4 separate regions of the Mus musculus genome follow, and all the other regions are linked to region 1. Evidence: chromatin contacts called from public ChIA-PET, HiCAR-type and promoter capture Hi-C data. All regions are on one chromosome and are shown on one strand. The core of a region is the stretch at or near the end of the contact, and the rest is flanking DNA. Distances in the headings are between cores, read along the strand shown. Region 1 holds the start of Ddx42 (DEAD box helicase 42). Region 2 has its middle 6.7 kb from the start of Mrc2. Region 3 holds the start of Milr1 (mast cell immunoglobulin like receptor 1). Region 4 overlaps Tlk2 (tousled-like kinase 2 (Arabidopsis)).

Region 1 (2,700 bases), core at 169-2,668:
AAAAACAAAGACAAACAAAATAATACGTCCAAAAAATGTATATAAAGAGTCTCATGAGTGCAGTGGTCATAGATTTAACACTTAAGCAATTCAAGAGAGAACAGGCACAGAGGCAAGGCAATAACAATTTTATTTTTAAATGAATCACTGCAATTCTCCTTCTAGGTAAAGTAAAATAACATTTTCGCCCTGGAAGAATAAATTTTTATATCAGACTTACTGTTCACTTCCCACCTGTCAGAACAGGATTGGACTCTACAAAGTTTAAACGAATTAAGACATAACCTACCACCCACGACGGGTGGTGATGCACGCCTTTAATCCCAGCACTTGGGAGGCAGAGGCAGGTGGATCTCTGAGTTCGAGGCCAGCCTGGTCTATAGAGTGAATTCCAGGACAGCCAGGGCTACAGAGAAACCCTGTCTCGAAGGAAGAAAAAAAAGAAAAAGAAAAAGACATAATATCTACTCTACTTAATAATTGTTCAGCTTAATAGCTGTTCAGGTATGTGTAGGAGACAATACAGAAATAACACTTGCAAATAGTAACAACAACAACAACACAGTAGGAAAGCCACAAAACCACAGCCTAAAGGGGTAGGGGTGAAAAGGGAAAAAGCTAAGATGACAGAAAAGTTTATATATGCTTCCAAACTTGACTAGTATAATTTTTTCCTTACGATTCTGATACAGGTTTTCAACCCATATATATTATTCAAATCAGGTAGGCTCAAGTAGGCCGCAAAAAGTTTGTAACTATGGTGATGATGTTAATCATGATCTACTCAAGGTTTCACAAAGATCAATGACTATCACAGCCTTCTAATCTGTCAACCTCCGCTACCGAGACCCTCCCCGCCTCCATTTGTGGGTCCGCAATCCCCAACAGCTACCTACAAGGATCAATACTCCTCCACTGGCTCTCACAGCTTCGGAGCCCAGCACCCTGAAAAATCCCTTCCTGGAGCCCATCAAGCACCGCCTCCGGAAAGCCGCCAAGTGGGCCTCGTTAAGACGTGCAAGGAGCAGAGCCGTGGGAAGGCAACGTAGCTCCAGAGGGCCACCTCGGGGCTCCAGATCGCGTACCCATCCCTGCCCGGACCCCCGCAGCCACCCGGGTCCCCAGGCTCTGCCGATTCTTTGTTAAACGAGGCCGAGGTTCCTCCGCCCTCGCCAGGCCCCAGTTACCTCTCGTGTCCCCCGGGCTAGCGGCACTGCGTCTGGCGAGCCCTTCACCCAAACCCGCTGCCGCGGCTGCAGACGCAGTTGCTACTCCAGTCGGCGCGAAAGAACCCCCGCGGCCCTGCGTACGCGCGGTGCGGGACCGCGTCCAGCCGCGCTCTTCCTCCGCCCCCTTCGCCGCCGCCTCACGGCCCGTTGCTGACTGGGGGTAGGGTGGGGGGAGCGTCTGACATGCGCGCTAAGTAGAGCGCGAGCCGAAGGGTGGGGCTGGGGCTACGGCTGCCGAAAGGCGCCAATTAATGCCGCTCTTCCGATTCCGGAACGCAACATAACTACGTCACACACCCCGGACGGGAATCTGGTCCTGGGTGAGGATTGTGTCTGGGTCGTGTAGTGAGGGAGTCTGCAATGAAGAGAGCCGCGGCGATGGGGAACCGCCCGAAAAACTCAAGGTAATAAGGTGTTGATTGGAAACTTCATTTACATAAGAATGTCCACCTTCCCTTAGCTCTTGTCCCTTGCCAAAAACCAAAGCAACACAAAAAACCCACGACTCGGGCAACATTTCCCTTCATGCCTCTGTCCACATGGCCCCATAGACTATGGCCACCTTTAGCTTCCGGAGCATCCGATCAAAGTGACGTCTACCCGACGGACGGAACCCTACGGGAGAAACGCAGCCTCCGCTAGTTAGAGCACTTGTAGCCCAGGGGACGCTGGGGGTTACGTAATTTTCCCAGCAGCCCTAGCTCGCCTTGCGCGGATGTCCTGAAGGCCGCGCCCCGCCCCCACCCCGCGCGCAGGCGCAAACTAGCTGTACGCATTCTACGTAACGGACGGCTGAAGCTACGTGAAGAGTAGGGTGCCGTGACTGAGCTACCTGTTCTGGGCTGTTCAGTGACATCGCGGCCCGCAGATTATCTTTGCGACCTGAAGACAGAAACCAGACAAAGGCAGGCTGGTTGGAGGTAGTGGCCTCAGGAGCCCCGGGCCCGGTTGCAGCCTCGGGTGCAGGTAGGTAGCGGGGCCATGACATTCCAGTCGGTGTGACCGTGCCAGGCCGAGCGGTGACTAAGTTGCATGGCCGCAGAGCCAGGTACTGTTTCCCTCCTAACCAACCCTTTAAGTCCGGCCGGTGGTGACATGCATCAATACCCTCAACTTATCTTTCCAGAATTAAAAGAAAAAAAAAAAGACTAAACCTCTGTCCATCCTTTTCTGCTCCATTTTATGTTGGGCTTTAGGAAGATTTGGGGGAAGGTTTCGAGTAGATCCCAACCAACAGGACAAAATCTGAGAAAATATCTGGTGTGTAGCCAGAAGAATAAAAGAGCATCGAACTAGGCTTCTCCGTGGTGGACCTAGGACTAGACACTAGAAGTTTCACGGAAGCAACCGCTTCTAGAGTCGACCTTACCCGAAGGTTTCTAACATGCAAGTTATTTGTAACCAACACTTTACTTTGTAAGGTGACAGTAATGTCTACATCATTTCTAGAAATTTCATCATTTTGACTGAT
Region 2 (2,700 bases), core at 162-2,661, 930 kb after region 1:
CAAGGGCAACACAGAGAAACCCTGTCTTGAAAAGAAAAAACAGAGCCAAACCAAACCAACAACAACAAAAAGATGCTATAGACACACAGAGCCATGGATTCTGGAACTAATTTGGAGGGGCACACCTCTCTTATCTTCCAGGAGCAAAACCTTACCATAGGGCATTGGCACTGGGCTATAAGCAGCTCAGGTTAAGGAAAGGGCCATTCTAACATGTGTGTGTGTGTTTAAGAGGGGTGGGGGGAGAGCAAGTGCACATACTTGTTCTGTGACCATGTCCTCTAGAGATTTTGTTGACAGAAACGGCAACTAGCCATACCTGGTGTTCATTGCCCCACTCCCTACCATACCACCATCAAGCTTACAGAAAAAAAAAACAAAAAAGACCCCAAAACAAACAAACCACTGTGTATGGAACAAACCCGTGTATGGAACCCAGGTTAGCATTAGGTATATTCTTCAGTTGCTCTCCAACTCTTATTTTGTGGCAGAGTCTTACTATGTAGCCCTGGCTTAGCTAAAACTCTTTATAGACTAGGCTGGTCTCGAACTCTTGAGATCCACCTATCTCCGTCTTCCAAGTTGGGATTCTAGGCTATGTGGGAACTGGGAATCTAAACTCAGGTCCTCATGTTTGCCTCATAAACACTTTACTAATCAAGGCCCTATCACCTCCTAATCTATACGCAAGATAACAAGACAAAGCAAGATAGCAAGTCTGAGGAAGTAATATCCATATAAATCAAAGCTGAGAGGGCTGGATACTAGAAAACACTAATGGAGTTCTAAGAGTCACATTTTCTTTCTCTTCCAGCCAACCCAGCACTGCAGAGGCAGTCTGGGCAGCACTTCATTGTAGTCCTGACAACCACTAGCCAGGAGGGAGAGGAAGGGTTGGAAAAAACATGGCAGAATTAGGATTGATAGAGATTAGGATAAACGTTCATGTCTGTCTGTCTGTCTGTAAGCCCATGTGCTACTCTGCCTACACCCACCTCTGTGCAAACATAGCACTCCCTGAATCCAGTTCCAAAAGATTTAACCTGTAGTAACCTTCCCAGTTACTTCAGCTCTATCTTTTGCATGTCAGCAAATGGCTCTCGGCTTCACTTTCCTACTCTGCAACAGTACTATTGAGCCCCTTCTATAAGGCCCCCTGCTCCTCCTCCCCTATGCAGTCTCCAAGGGAAGAAAGCTTGATGCTAGCAGACCTGGGGTTAACAGTCTTCTCACTGGACACTTAACTACCACACCCATAGGCCTGACCCAGGGCCAGATGGGTGCGGCTGGGCCGGCCGCTCTCTGACCCTTCTCACCATGGGGTCTCAAGTCCAGAGCAGTATTCCTCCACACTCCTCAGGCAGACTCCAGTCTGTCTAGGGCCCCTGCTGGGCTCAGCCTGCACAAAAGCACTCTTGTATTCCCTGCCCCCACCTGGCCCCAGACCTGCCTGTTTTTCCAGCCTCTGGCAGGTTCCCTCAATCACCAGGCCTCTCCCCCTTTAACCCTCTTCACCCCTCCAAAGAACTGCTTAATCAGAGTGCCAGTTGAAGCAGTCTCTCTCCTGTAGTCCTGTAGTCCCTCATGTATGGGGAAAACCCAAATAGTTAACTCATATTAAGATAGCTAGTGTTTTGCCAAAGGGAAGAATGGCTCCAAGTGTATTGTTACGAGACCTGTAGGAGTTGTCTAGGCCTTCTTGCTGCTCCACATAATGACAGTGTCTAACAACAGTCCAGAAGCCCTAAGCTTAAGATAGACAGACTTTGGTTCCCAAAGATAAAAATAAAACAGAACTCATCTCTCTTGCAGTTGGGTGAGTTTGGAAGAAGCCAGAAAGCTAAGTGAAGTACCTAGGTGTGCAAGGCCCTGGGTTCCATCTGGCTGCTCCAACATGCCAGGTTCTGTCACCCATCTCCAATAAGCCAAGTGAAAGAGCTGAAAACAGTGAAAAGCACTGTAGCTACGTTGTGAAAGAGGGATGAAGAGCTCCAGTGACGGGTGCATCCATCTTCAGAGTCCTAGCATACATAGGTAAGTGTAAGTAGAAAGCAAGATATATGCATAATGAAGCAGTCCGGATCTGGAGCTGCTGTCAAGGACCCATCACTGGCGGCCCCAGCTTTAGGTGATTTTTCTTCCCCAGTGTGAGATTCCTTAGGAAGTTCTAGTTTCTTGGGGTACATTGTTCAATCAATTGGAGGGACAGGTGTCTTCTTTAATACATCCTTTACACCCGCCAGGGAGGTTGGTCACACTAGCACTAAGAGGTCTTACAGCTGATCTCTCCAGTGACCCTGCCGTCATCACTACAGGACTAGCAGGTACAGAAAAGGCACCCTTCCATTTCATCCTTCCCTAGGAGGCAAACAGTCCATGGCTAGGCTCTCAAACACACACCTGGATCAGAAACCTAGGAATAACACAGATATTTAAACTTCTACCTCCAGTTTTGTAGTCTGTGGGATGGGGCCCAAGAATGTACACATCTAACAAACTCCTAACGCTGCTGCTGTTCCCAGACACAGCAGAAGCTGCCTTCCAGGCAGAATGAGACCCACTGATGACACGGAATGGCAAAATCATCTCCTGCCAGCATGGCAAGAAGGTTCTCAACTTCAAACCAGTGAATTCAGGGATTCTAAACTCAGCTCCTCTTACAGAGTCTTGTCAGGCACTTTACCCTGCATTCCCAGTACA
Region 3 (2,700 bases), core at 126-2,625, 530 kb before region 1:
AACTCTGACACCACAGACCGACGCAAAGATGTCCATCTAGACTGCTCCACTGTGTGCTCTCCCACACTCAGGACTTAACAGGCTGAAGCAGAAGGATTCTCATGAGTTCAGCATCAGCTTCGGCTACATAGTGAGTGCTAGGCTATGTAGCAAGATCTTATCACCAACAGTCCACAGAAAGAAGCTGCCTGCTTCGGGATGGGGAGGGGAGGGGAGGGAAGACAGGCTGGGTTGCACACAACAGCACTTTCAACTTTATGTGGTTAGCTTACACGGAAGGACCGATGTGCCGCAAAGACTGCAGAGGAACCAGGATTGGGGCCACCCCTTCTCACCGATGAAAGAAACCACCCTCAAAAGTCATTAGTTTGTGTGCCCGGCTTGCCAGCTGGGCAGCAGCAAGCCAGGCTCAGCAGCAAAGCACTCTGACTCCACAGTAGAGCTCTACCTAGGCATAGTACTAGTTGCCTGAATTAATTTAAAAGGGGTTTGAGTGGGCATGGTGGGCTGGGTCCCAGCATTTGAGAGTTTAGGAGTTAGTCTAGTTTAGCCTTGGCCACGTAATAGAGTTTGAGGCCAGCCTGACCTACATGAGGCTCAGCCTCAAAAGTAAATAAATTAATAAAAATTTACAAAAATCACGGGAGGGTTTTCTAGCTAAAAGTGATAACAAAGGAAGTTTGGAGGTTTTCATGGTAAAAAACAATCTCAGATTTTGCCCGGCCAAGTTTCAGGTGGAAAAACAAAATTGCTACAATTAATGCCCTCTCTAAACCTCAGCTCATTGGCCTCCTAGCAGATAATAGAAAGGCTTTGCTCTTGGTTGCCGATCTAAAAACACAGAAATCCCAGTAAGTGAACGCTCATGTTCAGAGTCAGCTATCTGACCATTTTGATGCCCATACTTTCAGGAAATGAAACTTACCGTTATTTTCCACCCTCGTACAATCCACTGCAGCATTCTGAACTGAAAGAGAAAATGGAAGATTAGAGAAAAAAAACCTCATTTCCCATGTGATTATTTTGAGAGATGATTCTTGTTTGTTTTTTCGTCTTTGACTTTTCAAGACAGGGTCTCTCTAGGTAGCCCTGGCTGGCCATGAACTCTGTGTAGATCAGGCTGGCTCCACAGAGATCCACCTGCCTTTGCTCCACCAAGTGCTGGCCCCCCCGTCCCAGAGTCAATTCTTAAAATATCGAATCAGGCTTACGTGTGATAGAAATTGTAAGAGCCCAAAGTAACAGTTTGTCCAGCCAGCATCTTATTCCCTTGAATGAAACGGCAGAGAGGCACATTGGCGAGTCACCATCGCCCATGGTTAATTGAGTTACTACAGAATGGGGCTCGGCTTCTGAGATTCCTCTTCCCAACCACACACAGGAAATGAGAGGATTTAGACAAGTTTACTCAACAGGACCTATGACTCGTTGGTTTAACTGTCCTTCATATTACTGGAACAGCTGCTCAGACCGCAAGGTCTCCTATCTCACTTAGAGCTGCTGCTTGGTGATAACGGATCTTTCTTTTTTTTCCCCCTTCTTTCCCCCTTTTTTCCCCTTCCCTTTCACTCCGGCCCATAGGTTTTTTTATTTGTTTTTCATTACAGATAGTTGTGAGCCACCATGTGGTTGCTGGGATTTGAACTCATGACCTCCAGAAGAGCAGTCAGTGCTCTTAACCACTGAGCCATCTCACTCACCAGCCCCGATAATGGATCTTTTATATTCTCTCTCTCTCTCTCTCTCTCTCTCTCTCTCTCTCTCTCTCTCTCTCTTCCTCCCCCTCACCCTCCCCCTCTCCCCCCCCCATCTCCCTTCCCCCTCCTAAAAGAAAAATGAAAAATGCCTCTGACAAGTAAGCCCTACTCTCCAGAGCACAGAGAACTTCCTGGCGTGCTGTCGGCCGTTGTTCATTTAAGATTACAAGTCCTTTGTTTGCTTCTTTAGACAAGCTTGGTTGCCCCATCTGCACAGGATGTGTTTGATCGAATGTAGGCTGGAGGTACATAAGCAGAGAGTATGCCAGGATGTTTGCTTGCTCCTGATTGGACAAAGGTGGAAAGTATGTAGCCTTTTGGGGTTTGCCTTTCTTTATAAACCTCCGATTAATGTACCTTGGTGACATACTCCCGGAATCCTGAGGATGGATTGTCTTAGCCAGCATAGCAATTTGGCTCAAAAACTGTGATAGTGTTCTTACTTTCACCCAATGGGATCAACACTTTCACACCACACACGCACACACGCACACACACGCGCGCACACACACACACACTTCCTAGCTGCCTATGAGGTGAGAGACAGGTTCCAGATGTATAAGGTACATCTTCTATACATGCAGCCTGAAGGTAATTGGAGGAGGGATTCAGAGAGTCCTTTGGCACACTCTTCTCAGGTCGGCGTATTCAGACCAGAACCTCAGCAACATTGCTCTCAGCTCCTCTCATCACCTCTGGAGGTAAGTCACACCAGGCTGCTCTGTAAGACCTTCCGGCCACCCTCCTGCCTCTCTAGCATCTTGCTTGGTAGATGATGTCTTCTTGGGTTTGGTTTGCAAATATTTTATTGAGTATTTTTACATCAATGTTCATAAGGGAAATTAGTCTGAAGTTCTCTTTTTTTTAATACTTGTTTATTTATTTATTATATGTAAGTACACTGTAGCTTGTCTTCAGACACTCCAGAAGTGGGAGTCAGATC
Region 4 (2,700 bases), core at 75-2,574, 970 kb after region 1:
ATCAATCCAAGACCTTGCGTAAGTATGCTAAACATGTGCTGACCTACATACCAAGCTTATTTCTAAAGAGAAAAGGAACATGAGTTCTCATGGATGATTCTCCCCAGAGAAGCCCAGACAGTCATGCCTCCACCAACCAGAAATAAGAAGATCTTGCTTCAAGAATATGAGAATGAACATACAGATAATTTAGCTGTGGTCAGAATCTTACAGGATAGGCTAAATACTTTGAAATACTCAAGGTTCCTAAAACAACAGAGAGAGAAAGAACTACTAACCCAAGGCCAAATTTGACTTCAAAATTTCTGAATTTATCACTCAGTTATTAAACAATAAAATTTGCTGACTTTTTTCAGCTTTAAAAAAAAAGGAAGGAAAGAAAAAAAGACGGGGTGTGTGTGTGTGTCTGGGTGTTTTGCCTGCACATTAGTCTGTGCGTTACATGCATGCCTTCCAAGACCAGGAGAAGTCATTGGATTCCCTGGACTGGAGTTAGAGATGCTTGTGAGCCACCACATAGTTACTAGGAAAGCAAACCTGGGTTTTCTGAAAGATCAGCAATTGTCCTTAACCACTAAGCAATCTCTCCAGTGTCTTTTGTTGCTTTTGTTTTTTTAAGACAGGAGCTCACCCTGTAGTAGAAACCCTGTACTAGAAATATTACACACCAGGCCTTGAACTACAGAGATCTGCCTATCTCTGAGACCCAAGTATAGAGATTAAAGGTGTGTGACAACTCAGCTTCAGTTTTAAAGCAGCCTGTGTCAAACAGTTTCCCACTGTAAATATATCTAATCTCTATACTGGCATACATGTTATTACTACAGAATCCTATAGACCATGTTATCAAAGGAAAAGTCTTATTGCACTTAGGTAAGTGTGACTATCTAATTCATATTGAAAAACCTTTAAGCAAAAGACCAAGAATGTCTATACAAAATCTAATATACTTCTGGAAGGTGAATGATCTCACCAAGTCTTCTGTGGCCATGTAAAGTTGTGGTTTCTAACATTTAACAGTTTCTACAAGTCCATGCTGGGAGTAGGAGCTGGCTGACAGTACCCAATGCAGTCATACACAACATCTTACTAAAGTGAGAAAATGCATGATGAACTTTTATTTCCTGAAAGTAAATTAAAAAAAATTTTTTTTCTTGAGAAATTGCCTAGATCAGATTGGCTTGTAGGCACATCTATGGTTGATTGTAGGAGACCCAGACCAAAGAGGACTCTACCATCCCTATGGAAACGGTCCTGAGCTGTGTAAGAAGGCTAATTATGCATGTGTCAATGAGCCATCCAACAAGCAGTGTTCTTTTATGCTTCTGCTTCCCATTCTAAACTCCTCCAAGTTTCTGCCTTTGGCTTCTGCCCTGACTTCCCTCAGTGAGCCTGGGAATGTAAGTCAAATATACTTTCAACCTTTTTGTTGTTGGTCAGAATGTTTTGTAACAACAGACAGAGAACTTGAAAGGGCCCTGAGTCAGTCTCTAGAAGACAAGCAAGGAATCAAGTAGGAAAAAGGGATCATGAGTAGGTAGAAGATGAGGGTGAAGAACAAAGGGACCTAAAAGTAAAGCTAACATAGGGCCTGAGTTTTTCCACATTCCACCATAGCAATCTGGATCTCTCTCCAACACTGTCCCCATCCCAGTGGTGGGGTCATGTACACAAGTGCTCTGCCACTGAGCTCTCCCATCATCTCGACGAATCGTCAGGCTATAAAGAAGGTAAGTAAAGCCATAATCCCTGTCGAGTCCTGTGGCGCTGCTCTGGACTTAAACTCTGAGACTGGAGTTTGACTAAGGATTTTTTAGAAAGACAATCTCACTATAAATCTTAGCTGTCAACTCAATTAGCATCCAAGTGGACCAAAAACAAAAAACAACTCCAAGGGGCTGGAAAGATATCTCAGTGAGTAAGAGTGCTTGTTATATACTCATAAGGCCTTAGTTCAAACCCTCAACACCAATATAAAGCCAGACACACAGCTGTGTACACCTTTGCTCCCAGCACTGTGAAGGACAGAGGAAGAAAAACACTAAGGCTAGTTCCAGGGAGAAGGTTGCTGTTTCAAAGGAAAAGAAGTGAAAAATTAGAATGCTATATGCTCTTTTGATCTCCCAACACATGTGCATACAAAACACACACACACACACACACACACACACACACACACACACACACACACTTACTTCAAGCAAACAACCAAAATGTAAGTAAGACTGTTGCTTAAAAATAAATGGCTTTTCTCATTCAAATATTGGGAAACAACTATGAGTAAGGAGGCCCATAGAATGTAACTCTGATGAGGAATGAGAACATCAGTTTGAAGATGCTGGGCAAGGTGACACACAGCTTTAATTTCAGCACTAAAGAAGACCCAATCATTAAATTAAAAAAAAAAAAAAAAAAAAAAAAAAAGGTGGGTCAGTGTTGACACATTCTATATTCAAAGCACATTCTGGGCTTCATTGGGATGAAGTTGGGCATCTCCTTCCCAGAACTGGCTGCTGGACATGCAATGGACAAATACTCCATACTTTCCAAAAGTTTGTGGCCAAGTAGCTCTGGGGGGGAAAAACGGAAGGGTTACAATGGTTCAAACCTACATTGGGAACAAGAATCCAGGTCTCCTTATAGAGCAGAGCACCTTGACCTGTGTGTGGTCAATGTGCCTTTTAGTAAGCAAGAGATATT

The links. Promoter capture Hi-C pulls out the DNA fragments that hold promoters and counts their contacts. ChIA-PET counts read pairs in DNA pulled down with a chosen protein or histone mark. HiCAR-type assays count read pairs that join an accessible place to other places.
Region 2: a contact with region 1 is called in a promoter capture Hi-C map of embryonic stem cells, with 3 times the contacts expected there. The contact joins the enhancer-like site here to the promoter of Ddx42 in region 1. A contact is called at or near these places in 2 of 39 promoter capture datasets (cranial neural crest and embryonic stem cells), 4 of 115 datasets of contacts at active chromatin or transcription factors (astrocytes, embryonic stem cells and stem cell-derived neural progenitor cells) and 1 of 9 other capture datasets (embryonic stem cells).
Region 3: a contact with region 1 is called in an RNA polymerase II ChIA-PET map of memory CD8 T cells, with 6 read pairs. The contact joins the promoter of Milr1 here to the promoter of Ddx42 in region 1. A contact is called at or near these places in 2 of 39 promoter capture datasets (embryonic stem cells and liver), 4 of 115 datasets of contacts at active chromatin or transcription factors (bone marrow-derived macrophages, embryonic limb bud, memory CD8 T cells and 1 more) and 1 of 9 other capture datasets (pancreatic islet).
Region 4: a HiCAR-type map of astrocytes shows a contact between it and region 1, with 4 times the contacts expected there. The contact joins the enhancer-like site here to the promoter of Ddx42 in region 1. A contact is called at or near these places in 1 of 39 promoter capture datasets (embryonic stem cells), 2 of 484 Hi-C or Micro-C datasets (both in cortical neurons) and 5 of 115 datasets of contacts at active chromatin or transcription factors (astrocytes, embryonic stem cells and stem cell-derived neural progenitor cells).

What each region holds. Positions count from the first base shown.
Region 1 is chr11:106,215,644-106,218,343 of GRCm38.p6, reverse strand. Ddx42 (DEAD box helicase 42) reads right to left here and starts at 1,418. Exons shown (of 18, transcript NM_028074.4): 1 at 1,188-1,418. Ccdc47 (coiled-coil domain containing 47) reads left to right here and starts at 1,977. Exons shown (of 13, transcript NM_026009.2): 1 at 1,977-2,195.
Region 2 is chr11:105,284,597-105,287,296 of GRCm38.p6, reverse strand. No RefSeq gene overlaps it. Among named protein-coding and RNA genes, the nearest start is that of Mrc2, 6.7 kb to the left of the region's middle. Within about 2 kb of position 1,411, at least 57 of the 459 cell types and tissues checked have an H3K27ac peak or open chromatin away from gene starts, as enhancers often do. A contact at or near this core is called in embryonic stem cells, where this site is marked.
Region 3 is chr11:106,749,901-106,752,600 of GRCm38.p6, reverse strand. Milr1 (mast cell immunoglobulin like receptor 1) reads right to left here and starts at 1,375. Exons shown (of 7, transcript NM_001033435.3): 1 at 1,212-1,375; 2 at 926-967. The coding sequence starts at 1,317.
Region 4 is chr11:105,243,870-105,246,569 of GRCm38.p6, reverse strand. All of the region lies in intron 9 of Tlk2 (tousled-like kinase 2 (Arabidopsis)), which reads right to left. Among named protein-coding and RNA genes, the nearest start is that of Mrc2, 47 kb to the left of the region's middle. Within about 2 kb of position 1,324, at least 9 of the 459 cell types and tissues checked have an H3K27ac peak or open chromatin away from gene starts, as enhancers often do. A contact at or near this core is called in astrocytes, where this site is marked.